Regions from separate parts of the Mus musculus genome. Here region 2 is linked to region 1. Evidence: chromatin contacts called from public Hi-C data. All regions are on one chromosome and are shown on one strand. Each heading gives the region's core, a stretch centred on a gene start, on an enhancer-like site or on the middle of the called end of the contact. The rest is flanking DNA. Distances are from core to core; before and after follow the strand shown. Region 1 has its middle 23 kb from the start of Gm40646. Region 2 holds the start of Gopc (golgi associated PDZ and coiled-coil motif containing).

What was found. A called contact is a pair of places that touch in the nucleus more often than the background predicts.
Region 2: a Hi-C map of muscle stem cells shows a contact between it and region 1, with 4 times the contacts expected there. The contact joins the promoter of Gopc here to the enhancer-like site in region 1. A contact is called at or near these places in 3 of 39 promoter capture datasets (the 3T3-L1 cell line, hippocampal neurons and liver), 2 of 484 Hi-C or Micro-C datasets (muscle stem cells and myocytes), 2 of 115 datasets of contacts at active chromatin or transcription factors (the NIH/3T3 cell line and embryonic limb bud) and 1 of 9 other capture datasets (liver).

What each region holds. Positions count from the first base shown.
Region 1 is chr10:51,944,948-51,950,480 of GRCm38.p6, forward strand. No RefSeq gene overlaps it. Among named protein-coding and RNA genes, the nearest start is that of Gm40646, 23 kb to the right of the region's middle. Within about 2 kb of position 1,429, at least 40 of the 459 cell types and tissues checked have an H3K27ac peak or open chromatin away from gene starts, as enhancers often do. A contact at or near this core is called in the NIH/3T3 cell line, muscle stem cells and myocytes, where this site is marked.
Region 2 is chr10:52,377,823-52,383,730 of GRCm38.p6, forward strand. Gopc (golgi associated PDZ and coiled-coil motif containing) reads right to left here and starts at 4,302. Exons shown (of 9, transcript NM_001199272.1): 1 at 3,789-4,302. The coding sequence starts at 4,076.

The DNA of each region.
Region 1 (5,533 bases), core at 179-2,678:
TTGTGACCCTACTTCCGAGGAAGCTAACTCACATTCTACAACAACCTGATGGGTTACAACAGCAGTTTCAGCACTGTGTAAAGAAATGTTGCCCACCTCATTGTGGCACACCAAGGTTCCACACTCCCCTTATGCTATCCTGGGGCATGGGCTGATTCTCATGAATTCTCTCAGTTTCAAAGAATCCCTGGTCGTTTCTTGTAACGGGCTTACCATTTAACAAGTCCTCCCCATGTCTAAAGGAGTAGTTACAGTGACAACATCAGGGATCTTTCCTAACCTGTAATAGGATATTTTGAGCAAACATTAAATCATATGTGATAGACAGGCATCCTTAAAAATAGGCAAGGTTGGGGCTGGCAAGATAGCTCACATGTAAAAGTGATTGCTGCCAAGTCTGATGACCTGGGTTCAATTCCTGGAATCAAATGATGCAAGGAGAGAACTGACTCCCACAAGCTACCTATCCGCTGACCTCCATGTGTGTCCAGGACACACACACATACCCATACACATACATAATAAATAAGCAAATAACTAAATGCCAAAGACCATTTGATCTATAAACCATGGACTTCGGTATACTTATTTGACTCCATTTGGATTCCACATTCCTCTTAGAATCTAAAGTGTGTCTTCTGGTGACCTCCAAGGAGGTAGTTGAGATACCATCCCTGCCTTAGTGGCTTCTCCCACAGAAGCCATGATACTCCCAACCCAGAGCTTTGAGGCACCATTTCCCCTCACTTATGTGAAGAGGCTGTGAAAAACATTCTCTTAGAAAAGCAGGGTTGGGTTACAACAGCTGGTAGCTATTCTCTGCAGAAAGGCTGCAGGCTAATGGGCAATTATGGGTTAACTGTGTAGCCCGGCTCATTATACACTGAGCCAGGAGACACAATGCTTTAGCTAGAGGATGATTCTCATGGTGGGAATTACAGAACCTGGCAAGACAGCAGAGAGATATTTTGAGGCAGGCAGGCTTTCCAACACCCGAAATAACAGCCAGTAGGAGGCTGCCTACGTGGGCCTACAGAAGGTCAAGCTACCCCTGCTCTGTCAGCAGGAGCCCTTTGAATCATCTCAACACTTTCCTCTTAGCCAAATCTATCCATCCCTACCCCCCCCCCATTCTGTCCTTCACGGGCTCTAAAGCTATCTTTGAAATGGAGCAGCAACCAGGAATTCTTTATGTGGTTTAGATTTGATGGAGAACATCAAATGGAGAAGACACAAGTTACTGGGGAGCCAATAACCTCCTCAGACTCACAGAACTGAAAGTTCAATGCAGGAGGAGCTTAGCAAGCCAGCTATAACTCACACTGCCATAATTGCTTCCATGAACCTCAAAGGTCCAGGGACACCCATCTGTTCCTTAAACTGCCTACCACTCCCTCTCCCTGAAAGTCAGAGCAGTATGACAGCCATCCACACATGGGATTCCACTCCCACCACTCACTTTCCACCCCAGCTAGAGGCTCCTAGCACAGTGCACCAAGCACAGATTCCCTGGATTCCCCACAGCATAGCAGCTTGTTGTCAGAGATGCCTTGCATGGTTCCTGCAGGGTATATTTTCATTTAGTCTGCATGTTTGGCACACTCCACCCATAAACAGAAGCCCAATATACAAATAGATAACATAACTGATTTACTCCAAGCGTTGAAAATGTTTAATCAACTAATAGTGGTAATAAACCATCTCACAGGAAAAACCAAGTGGCCCAGCCTGGGACTTCAAGTCAAGCTGAAAATGCATATAGGCATTTAGGGTTACTGAAGGGTGCACATGAGAACTATGCAAACTGTGGGAGTCCCTTTTGATATTTACATTTGTTCATATTTCTGAGTAACGTTGAAGAACGGTGGATCAGCAGCTCTCCCTGACAGAAGTAAAAAACCATTCACCCATCCCAGTATCAAGTTTCCTGCAGCCCCCATAGCTAGATTAAATAAACTATCTGGGTGTGGGCATCCAGGCAGCAGCCACACACATCTTCAATCCTGGAAATGTCTAAGGAAGAACCATTCCAAAAGCACCCCCCACCATCACCACAAAAAAGTGTCAGTTAAAACACAAGTAGCATATGGTGAAATAAAATTTCAAGTATTTCATTCAAATAATTCAAGACCACAAGAGCTTATGACATGGCCACTTAAGAATGCTGTAGTACTTAGTCATTCATTCACCATCCAAATTCATTTACCAGACTAGAAGCTCCCAAAGAGTTAGGACTTTTTTTTCCTGTAGCTAATATCTCAGCTGCTGTCTACTACTATATAACAATCATTTAAAAACATAGTATCTGAGCTGTCCAGCATACACTTAATAATCAAGTAATGAAGAGCACAGGGTCTTCTTTTAGTCTACACTTTGCCCCCTGGTAATTATACAATTCACTTCTAATTGATCCCCCCATTTGAAGTGGTATGCAAATATCTTGATTTCATCTTCCATGAATTTGGTCTTTGGCAAAGTACTTTTAATTTAAATCAGAAAACATAGCCCCAAGCGGTGGTGGCGCACACCTTTAATCCCAGCACTTGGGAGGCAGAGGCAGGCAGATTTCTGAGTTCAAGGCCAGCCTGGTCTACACAGTGAGTTCCAGGACAGCCAGGGCTACACAGAGAAACCCTGCCTCGAAAAAAAAAAAAAAAAAAAGAAGAAGAAGAAGATAAAGGAGGAGGAGAAGAAGAAGTGGAAGAAGAAGAAGAGGAGGAGGAGGAAAGGAGAGGAGAGGAGAGGAGAGGAGAGGAGAGGAGAGGAGAGGAGAGGAGAGGAGAGGAGAGGAGAGAAGAGAAAAGATACAACTTTGAGCTTCTACCAAAACCCTCTGTATTAGCAGAACCTATGAGGAGATGAAAAACCAATCTTTGGGTTAATGATGTATTTTCAGAGGGCAAATTATCTAAATACATTTCTATAGGAAAAAAAAACATTTTCTCTCTGCTATAGTTAACACTGTTTTAATTCTTTTAAACATAAAAAGACATACATATATGTCTTCAAATAAAATATTTTTATAAATCAACTGTAATTGTTTTAAAAACAATGCATTATAGATTAACTAACAAAAGAAAATAGATAATAGATTAAAATAAATGTTTATTTGACTTAGCTTACTCTCTAGGACACTGTTTACAACAACAATGGCATATTGCTGATGCCTGACACCTCTTGGAATTTTCAGTATCTAGAAAGCCAAATGCTAGCAGTGATGAAAAACCATGGGAATTCCAAGTGCTTTTAAGGCTTTGTAAGATAGCTTGATAGTTTCATACAAACACAAATAGACATAGCCTTAATCTGATCTAGAAATTATGTTCCTGGATATTGCTCAATTAATTTGAAAATATTGTATATAAATTGTATAGTAGCTGCCTTTGTAGCCTCAAAAAAAAAAGAAAGAAAGAAAAAGAAAAAAGAAACCTGAAAATAGCCAAGATGTGTTTCCACAGATGAATGAATCAACAAATTGTAATACATGCGTAAAATAGCATATTTTACTCAATGATAAAAAGAAATGATCAACCCACGAAAAATACATGTATACAATTAAATGTAAACACACATCTGCAAAGCCTGCACATTGTTTGACTCTACCTATAAAGTAAGCTGGCAAAGTGCAAGCTCCTCAAGGATTTGAAGCTAGTTATGGTGGTGCACATCTGCAACCCCAGCATTCAAGACATGGGCCAGCCTACCATTGTGGGACCATGAAAGGTAGCCTGGTTCCCAGTTGAGTAAGTAAGACTGGGAACCTTAAGGAGATGGTAAGTGTTTCACCTGTTCCTGGGCACCAGGCCCCTGTCACTAGCTGCAGTCCTCCATAGATTTGTGGTCATCAGTCACATAAGGGCAACGCCCCAAGCCCCTCCACAAGTAGAGGACTTGACCTGTGGTCACATAGGCTCAAGACAGATCTCCATTTTAATGAGGTACCTAAAGGCCTGGAAGCTTAGCCAATAACTCCCCAACCCAAACACTCCTCCCTGAAAAGTGAAGTACGGTTTTAATTGTTTTAATTCTTTAAAACTATGGACTGCCTCTTTTCACCAGGATCTGCCATGGGGAGCAATGGAACAGGCCTTCACCTACAGAGCCACCTTGGCCTATAGAGCCTCCATCTAATCTCGGGTAGAAGGGCTCTCTGAACTCCCACCAGGATGCCCAGAGCCAGCTCAGACAGTCCTGCATGTCAGACTATGCTTTCCCACTCTCAGAGCCATGTCCCAGGGCTGCCCTATGGCCTAACACCTGCCCAGCGACAGCGTGGTGAGGTAAGCAAGGTCAAAACTTCCCACGTCCTGCCTCCTCGAGCTGCCCAGCCCTGTGTCAGAGCAGACAGTGGGACCCACAACGCACATACCATATGCCGCAGGATCCTAAATTCAAGGGAATATGTGATTTAGACGTAGTTGACTATGTAAAGCACTGGTGAAGAATTCCCAGTAACTTTTATAGATACTCTTAAATCAAGGCCTGGAGCACAACTCCCCACTCCTTAACCACAGGTTCCACAGAGTGACATTCTTACAAATAGCACAGCACAGAAAGGGATAAAATGAACAACTCCCCCGGGGAGAAAACTGAAAATCAAGCATCAGCTAGATGCCTGGAATCTGTTCCATTAATTGTGTTGGAAGTGTGTATAGTTTTTGTAATAAAAGAAAGACGCTTTACCTTTCATTCCAAAATATATAACCTCATTTTAACATGAAAAATTCCAATATGGAAAAGCCCACATTTACATGACAAGTTCCCTGCAACCCATCAAGGTTATCTCACACATAAAAGAAATCTAAAAAGCTGTTACGGCCAAGAAGTGCCTAAGACAACATAATTACTAAGTGTGCTGAGATAGCATGGAGATTGAAACAACAACAACAAAAAAGTGCCAGAAAAGTTGAACATATGAGGTTTAATTAATAGAAATGAACCAATATTGATACATTAACTAGTGTAAAATACTTAGAGTAAGGGGAACGGTGTTGCAATATACAGATAACCTAGGATCCTATAAATCTAAAACTGATCTAAAAATTACATTTTAAAAAATTCTTACTCTGTAACAAAAACATGGCAAAAAAGTTACATGCAAAGTAACATGATGCATTAATGTTGTTCAGAACATATTTACCCTTAAAAAGCTGGTTGGATGTGATAATTTCATGCATCGACTTGACTGGACCATGAAGGGCCTGGGTACTTGATCCAATTTTATGGTGAGTGTGTCTATGAGACCTTGTGTGACTAAGATGATGGATTAGTCACTGCATGTGAACAGCACACTGCCCTCTGTAGTGGGCAGAGTTCTCAAGGTCCTGAATAGAATGAAACTGTTGAGCAGAAGGGATAGATTCCTAGCTGACAGAAAGATAGAATATTAGCTTTTCCTGTCTTTAGAGCCTGTTATAAACCTAGCATAAGAAGCAACCAAAAATGAAACAAAAGGCTCTAGCATTGATTCTTACCCAACAATAGTTCTCCTAACTAACTATTGTCTGGCCATAGATAAACAAGTAGAAAACAT
Region 2 (5,908 bases), core at 3,052-5,551, 440 kb after region 1:
AAGTCTGGCTCGCTACCTGCCAATACACATCTATCTGGCATCTCACTTCTTGTGTACATTCAACAATTCCCCAGATTTTCAGATGCACCATGAGCACCATCATACTTTCCACTTTCTAGTACACTGATTTTATACAATGTGAAATAGTATTTCTGTATCTCTTATCTTAATTTCTACTAGTCCACTACAGTCTTGGGTTGAGAGTACTTCCTTCAGGGAGATGGAGATAGGAGAAGCAGAGATGGAGGCAGCAATGACAAGAGTTCCTGTTTCAGAAATAAAAATAATGGAGCTGGGGAGATGGTTCAGTTGATAAAATGCTTGCTATGCAAGTATGTGCACTGAAGTTCAGATCCCAGCAACCAAGTAAAAAGCCAGACCCGGACAGGCATCTGCCACCCCAGGACATGCCAGGGGCTAACCGGCCAGCACAGTTTATCCAAATTGGCAAGCTCCAAGTTCACTGAGAGATCCTGTCTCAAAACAGGAGGAAGATACCTGATGTTGAACTTTCTCCTTTGCACACACACCCACACACCAATCCACCAACAAATAAATACAACAGTACAAACTTAAAGTGGCACAAAATCAAGTATATCATCAGTTTAATGTCAACATAACTTTTGACCAAGGCCTAACACTTCTCTAGTAATGATTTGCACACTAAATCACTTCAAAGAGACATTAACAAGTTCAGCTACTGTGGAAGAAAGACATGTAATAGAAGGTTTATTTTTTTGATTTTGGAAACAGGGTGTCATGTAGCCCAGGATGGTCCCAAATTCAATGTATAGCTGAGGGTGTCTTTGATCTTCCCCCCTCCACTTCCATAGTGTTGGGACTATAGGCAAGGACCACCATGTGCAGTCTAGGTGTATTGTTTTGCTATTATTTCTTAAAAGGAGCAAACAGAGCATACATTCCAAAACAGAGGTGAGTTATTTTAACGCACTGGCTCATGGCCTTTGGTCCTCTATGGCTATTACTGCCACTGTTACTCTTATTTTATTGGTGACTCTAGCTGGGCCTCAACCAACGGTCTCACCATAGCGGGAACTCTCAGGCAGGTAAAAGTTTGAGAAATTTAAGTTGAAATAGTGCCAACTCAAAATATTCTGATTTTTTTTTTCTTCAAACGTAGTCCTTTATATACATCTCTTGCCAAATATAACTTACTGCAAAAAGCTGCTACATGGATGGCATTTATATTTAATTTAAAAGGGAACTAATAATTTTTTTCAGTGTTTTCCAGCTCCTATTCTCTCTCTCTTCCCTCTCTGACCCCTTTCTCCTCCCCCCACGTGTTCCTGTCCAGTCTATTCTCCCCCCTCCAACCCCACTCCCCCATCTCTACTTCCTTCTCAACTCCCCTTCCCATGTCCTAAATAAACTCTACTCTATACTAAAAAAAAAAAGTGTTTTCCCAACCACTAGATTAATTTGATGTAGTATTACCTAAAAACAGAAGGACAGAGTAAAAGTTGCATTTTGGAAGGATATGAACGTTCCTTTTGTGTAAGTATTGTTTGTTTTATTCATTTATCTATATCTGTTTTCTTAAGACAGGGTTTCATGTGGCCCAGACTGGCCTGAAACTTCTGATCCTCCTGTCTCCACCATCTAAAGACTGAGATTACGGATACAAATTACCCACCCTGGAGTTATCCATGTCTTGAGACTATAAAAACATTCTATTATAAGTACTAATCTCTGAAACAACTAAACTTGGTATACGTTTATTACACGGATAGCAAGCAGCGTCACCTATGACTTCAGCATCCTTAAAGACTAGTCAGAAGGCCTAGTTTACTTATTGAGACAAAATTAAGACTGAGTAAGAAAGCACCAAAATCTCTTATAAGATTAACACTGAGGATCTCAGTAGATTGTCAACAGTTCACAGAACATCCCAAGAGTCTGAATATGGCACACTAGGTGTACTTGGAAAGTTGTGACTGGCCATAAGTCTTTTCACAGCAGTACACAGTTATAATACGAAAACTATGTAAGATGTCTTATGTATAAAAATTGTCACAGGTGAATCATGTATAGTTGAATATACTAAGCAGAAAAACCAAATTATCCTCCTCATCATTTCTAAGGTCTCTGAATCAAGAGTTGCAATTATACTGAAAACCACACACTGTGATATGCTAGCATTCTTTACTTTAAGAAGTAATGCTACTTCCTAAGATGGGACATGGACTTAGAATATGTAAGTATAATTTCCTGGAAAAAAAAACACGCAAGTTATTACATGCACAGTCTAGTAGAGAAATATTCTTTCAAATTATTTAAAAATTTAAAAAACTTGAATACCTTCTAGTCATAGGGAAAAAAATATTTTTCTCAAAATCAGACCTTATTGCTAACATCAGAAAGTACTATTGTTTAGCTTCCTTAGGTCATTTAAAAAACAAGTTAAAATTGTTTTATGTTTTAAAAGCCACTTATCTCCAGTATATGGTTAAATATGGAGATGGTATGTAAGTTATTTGGCAAAAGCTACTCTTAATCTTTGATCTTTAAAGCTAAAATACCATTTTAAAAGCCACTAAATACTACCTGAAAACTCAGCTTTAGGAATTACCATTCATTGGAGAAAAAAAAAAAAAATCAAGAGACAGCCTTATCTACACTTAATGCTTTTACATAAGTACTTTCATCCCACTCTTTCCAAAAAGAAACCATAGCATCCTGAATATGTAAGATGCTAATCAAATATTAGTGGCAAATGTTTTTCATGGCTAACTAATATGAAAGACTGTTGAGCACTAAGCAAGGACAGGAAACCAATCTAGCATACACATGAATCTGTACACAACAGGCCCTATCATTATTACAGTTAACAGTAAAGAGGAGCTCTTAAGAAAGCTAAGGCACAAAGAACTTCACACATAACAAAGTATCTCTCTTTTTTTTTAATCCTTTTTAAAATCAAAGAGCTACTCTCTACTGAAATTGTCTATTTTTAAAAGGTTTCCCATATAATGTTAGTACACCATAATTTCTAAATCTTGTAATACTGGCCTAGTTGAATTTTCCACACAAAATGGGAGGTTTGGAATTCCTGTTTGCAATCACACTCCCCTTGCTCTGATTAGAGACCTAAGCAAAGGATTGTCTTTACATAGTCTCAAAGGTCTGAAATTAGGGAAAATACTGTAAAATACAAAGACATACCATCTCACTCAATACTAGAAGTTATTTGAATATTGACAGCTCTAAAGACATAGCTGCCCGTAATATCTGCCAAGTGTGAATGTAAACTGAGAAGGTAGATAGGAACATATATATTCCATTACATTTCCCCAAGAGCTTTGATCGGATTCCCCTAAGTTCATGCATGTCTCTGTGTACAGACACGGACGTTGATCTGGGCTATTGGATGAAAATAATCAGAGCTGCATCTGTCTGAAAATACATCATCTAGCTTGTCATTATCAAAGCAGAAGAGGAGAGTTGAGGTATTCCCCGACAGAAGATCTTGGTAATAACACCTACAAGGCAGGTAGTGTGATTAGCTCCTGTCCCCACCGCATGAGATGCTGGGAGGTGGATGACAGGACGTCTGGAGACCCACACATCAGTCTGCATCCTTTTCCTCCCCCACCCGCTCCGCACTCCTTTGCTTCACTCACGTATAAAACGCACTCTCCATCGCATTCGAAGCTGAGGTGTCCAGTGGGTAGGTTTTTAAGGATCATTTTCCTAGTGCTTTAAATGGGATCTAACGACCTCGGACAGCCTGGGGTTGAATGCTATTGCTGCCAGCCCCCGAGGCTCACCTCAAGCTTGTGGTTGATCTGGGACACAGTCTGGGCTTTGTGGCATAGCTGCGCAAAGCAGGAGCTAAGGCTGGTCATCTTCTGACGCCCCTCATAAGTGATGTCCGCCTGGTCCGGATCGATCTCGCCCAAAAGCAGATCCACATCCACGAAGGCCTTGTCGAACTCCTTCTCCAGCACCTCAAGCCATCGGAACATGGACACCCCGCCAGGGGAGACCCCCACAGGGCAGGAGGAGCCCCCTGGGCCGCCGCCGGCTCCCGCCGGGCATGGGCCACCCGCCGACATGGCGCCGTCCAGGGCCTCGCCGACTGCTGCTCACTCTGGCCGCCCGCCCCGCGCGAGGGGAACTGCTAGCACCGCGGCGCCCCCCGCGCGCGCGCACACACAGACACACACGCACACACACACAGACACACACCCGCCGGTCCCCTCCCTTCCCTCGCGCCGCCAACGCCGGCAGCGCAGCTCCAGAGCAGCAAAGGAAGCGGGGCTGAAGCAGCGACAGCGACACGGAAGACCCGCCCCGCCCGCAAGCCGGCCCGCCCCCGCCGCGCGTGCGTAGCGGAGCCCAGAGCAGGCGCAGCCCAGAGGGAGAAAGTGGGCGGGGCCGTACGAGAGCTTAGCCAATGAAAAGCCTTCGCCTCCACAAGCCTGTCTGCGACCATTTTGACGACCGGCAAAACCCTGAGAAGCAAAGGGTTGAGGTGGCCCCTTGCAAGTGGGGAAGACCGGAGGAAGGGAAGGGAAAGATTCCACGTCGCAGAGGGGACCGGCTTCCGCCAGTTTGGCTTCACAGTGGGCCTGGAACCGGTCCACAGACGTCTAGCAAAGTTGCTACTGGGGTGTCAAGGGGCTCGGGTGGGAGCGGGGAGGGCCGTGTGTGCATGCGCAATAGCCACGTTTTCTCTTCCGATTTCCAGCTCTTAGGGCGGGAGGGTGGGGACACTGGCTAATGTTGCTAAACCTGACGGTGCATTCCAGCCAGAAGCTGCCTATGGAAGCTACTGAGCAAGTTTTGTTGAATCAATGGTTCCTCCTTCTATGATTGACAAGCTGGGGTTCTAGGCCAATGTATTATTACATACTAGCTGCCCCACCTCAGTGGTGTTACCTTGCTTGGGTAACAAGGTTTCCAAAGTTTACTTCACTTGGCAATTAAGGTAAAGTGAAAGTGTTATCACTTGGTACATAGCACTCATCTTACTGCATCACAGATCGTATATTTCTAAAGCAACCACTTGGGATGCTGTAATCATCTTATAAACTAGTATTGTGCTCGTTCCCATGTTATTTTCATATGTTCATAAACATTGAATACATATCCCGATTGAGGCACTGAGGACATAAAATCTAATGAAACGACCTCATCCAAGCCGAACTAGTAAGACAGTGAGGCTCTCACGACTTTTAATTCCAGTGTTGCGTGCATTTGAGAGCATTTATCAAGAGCTTTCTTTGTGTCCTGCCTCTCATCTCTTCCACTTCTCCAACTCCACCCCTGTCTAAACCAACAGTAGACTGTCCGGAAGGGAAAGGAGAAGCCAGACTAATTAGAGTAGGCAGGTAGGAATTGTGCTTCCTGACTCGCCTACGGGAGTATGTGGAAAATTAGTCCATAATCTTTCGGAAGTTGTTCTTGGGACGGACCTTTCTAATAAATCATCAACCAAAGTCTGCATGGCATTGTGTGCCTCTCATCAAAGCAGTACCAATAAGAATTAAGAAATAACAGATTTAGTTTGCACTCTGGTTACTCCAATGCATGACTGCTTACCATCAAGCAAAAGCTATTATGACTTCAGCAAACTTAGACAAGTAAAACTAACCATGCAACTCTTCCCTTGAGTTTAGTCAGAGACTGTCTCATAGGCTTAGTACACAATAGTATAAAACATCCTCTTCGAATGGTTGGTTGTATTTTATATATAAATATATAATAAAATAATTTATCTATATCTACCTACCTATACACACACACACACACACACATCCCACTATCTGCTACTTAGCAGTAGATGTGACTATGTAGCAGTTGCCACATCCTGTGTGCTCATTTTCTTGGTATTCAGTGGTGACTTTAAATGTTTATGAGGTTTCCTAATAGAACATTTTGCCCG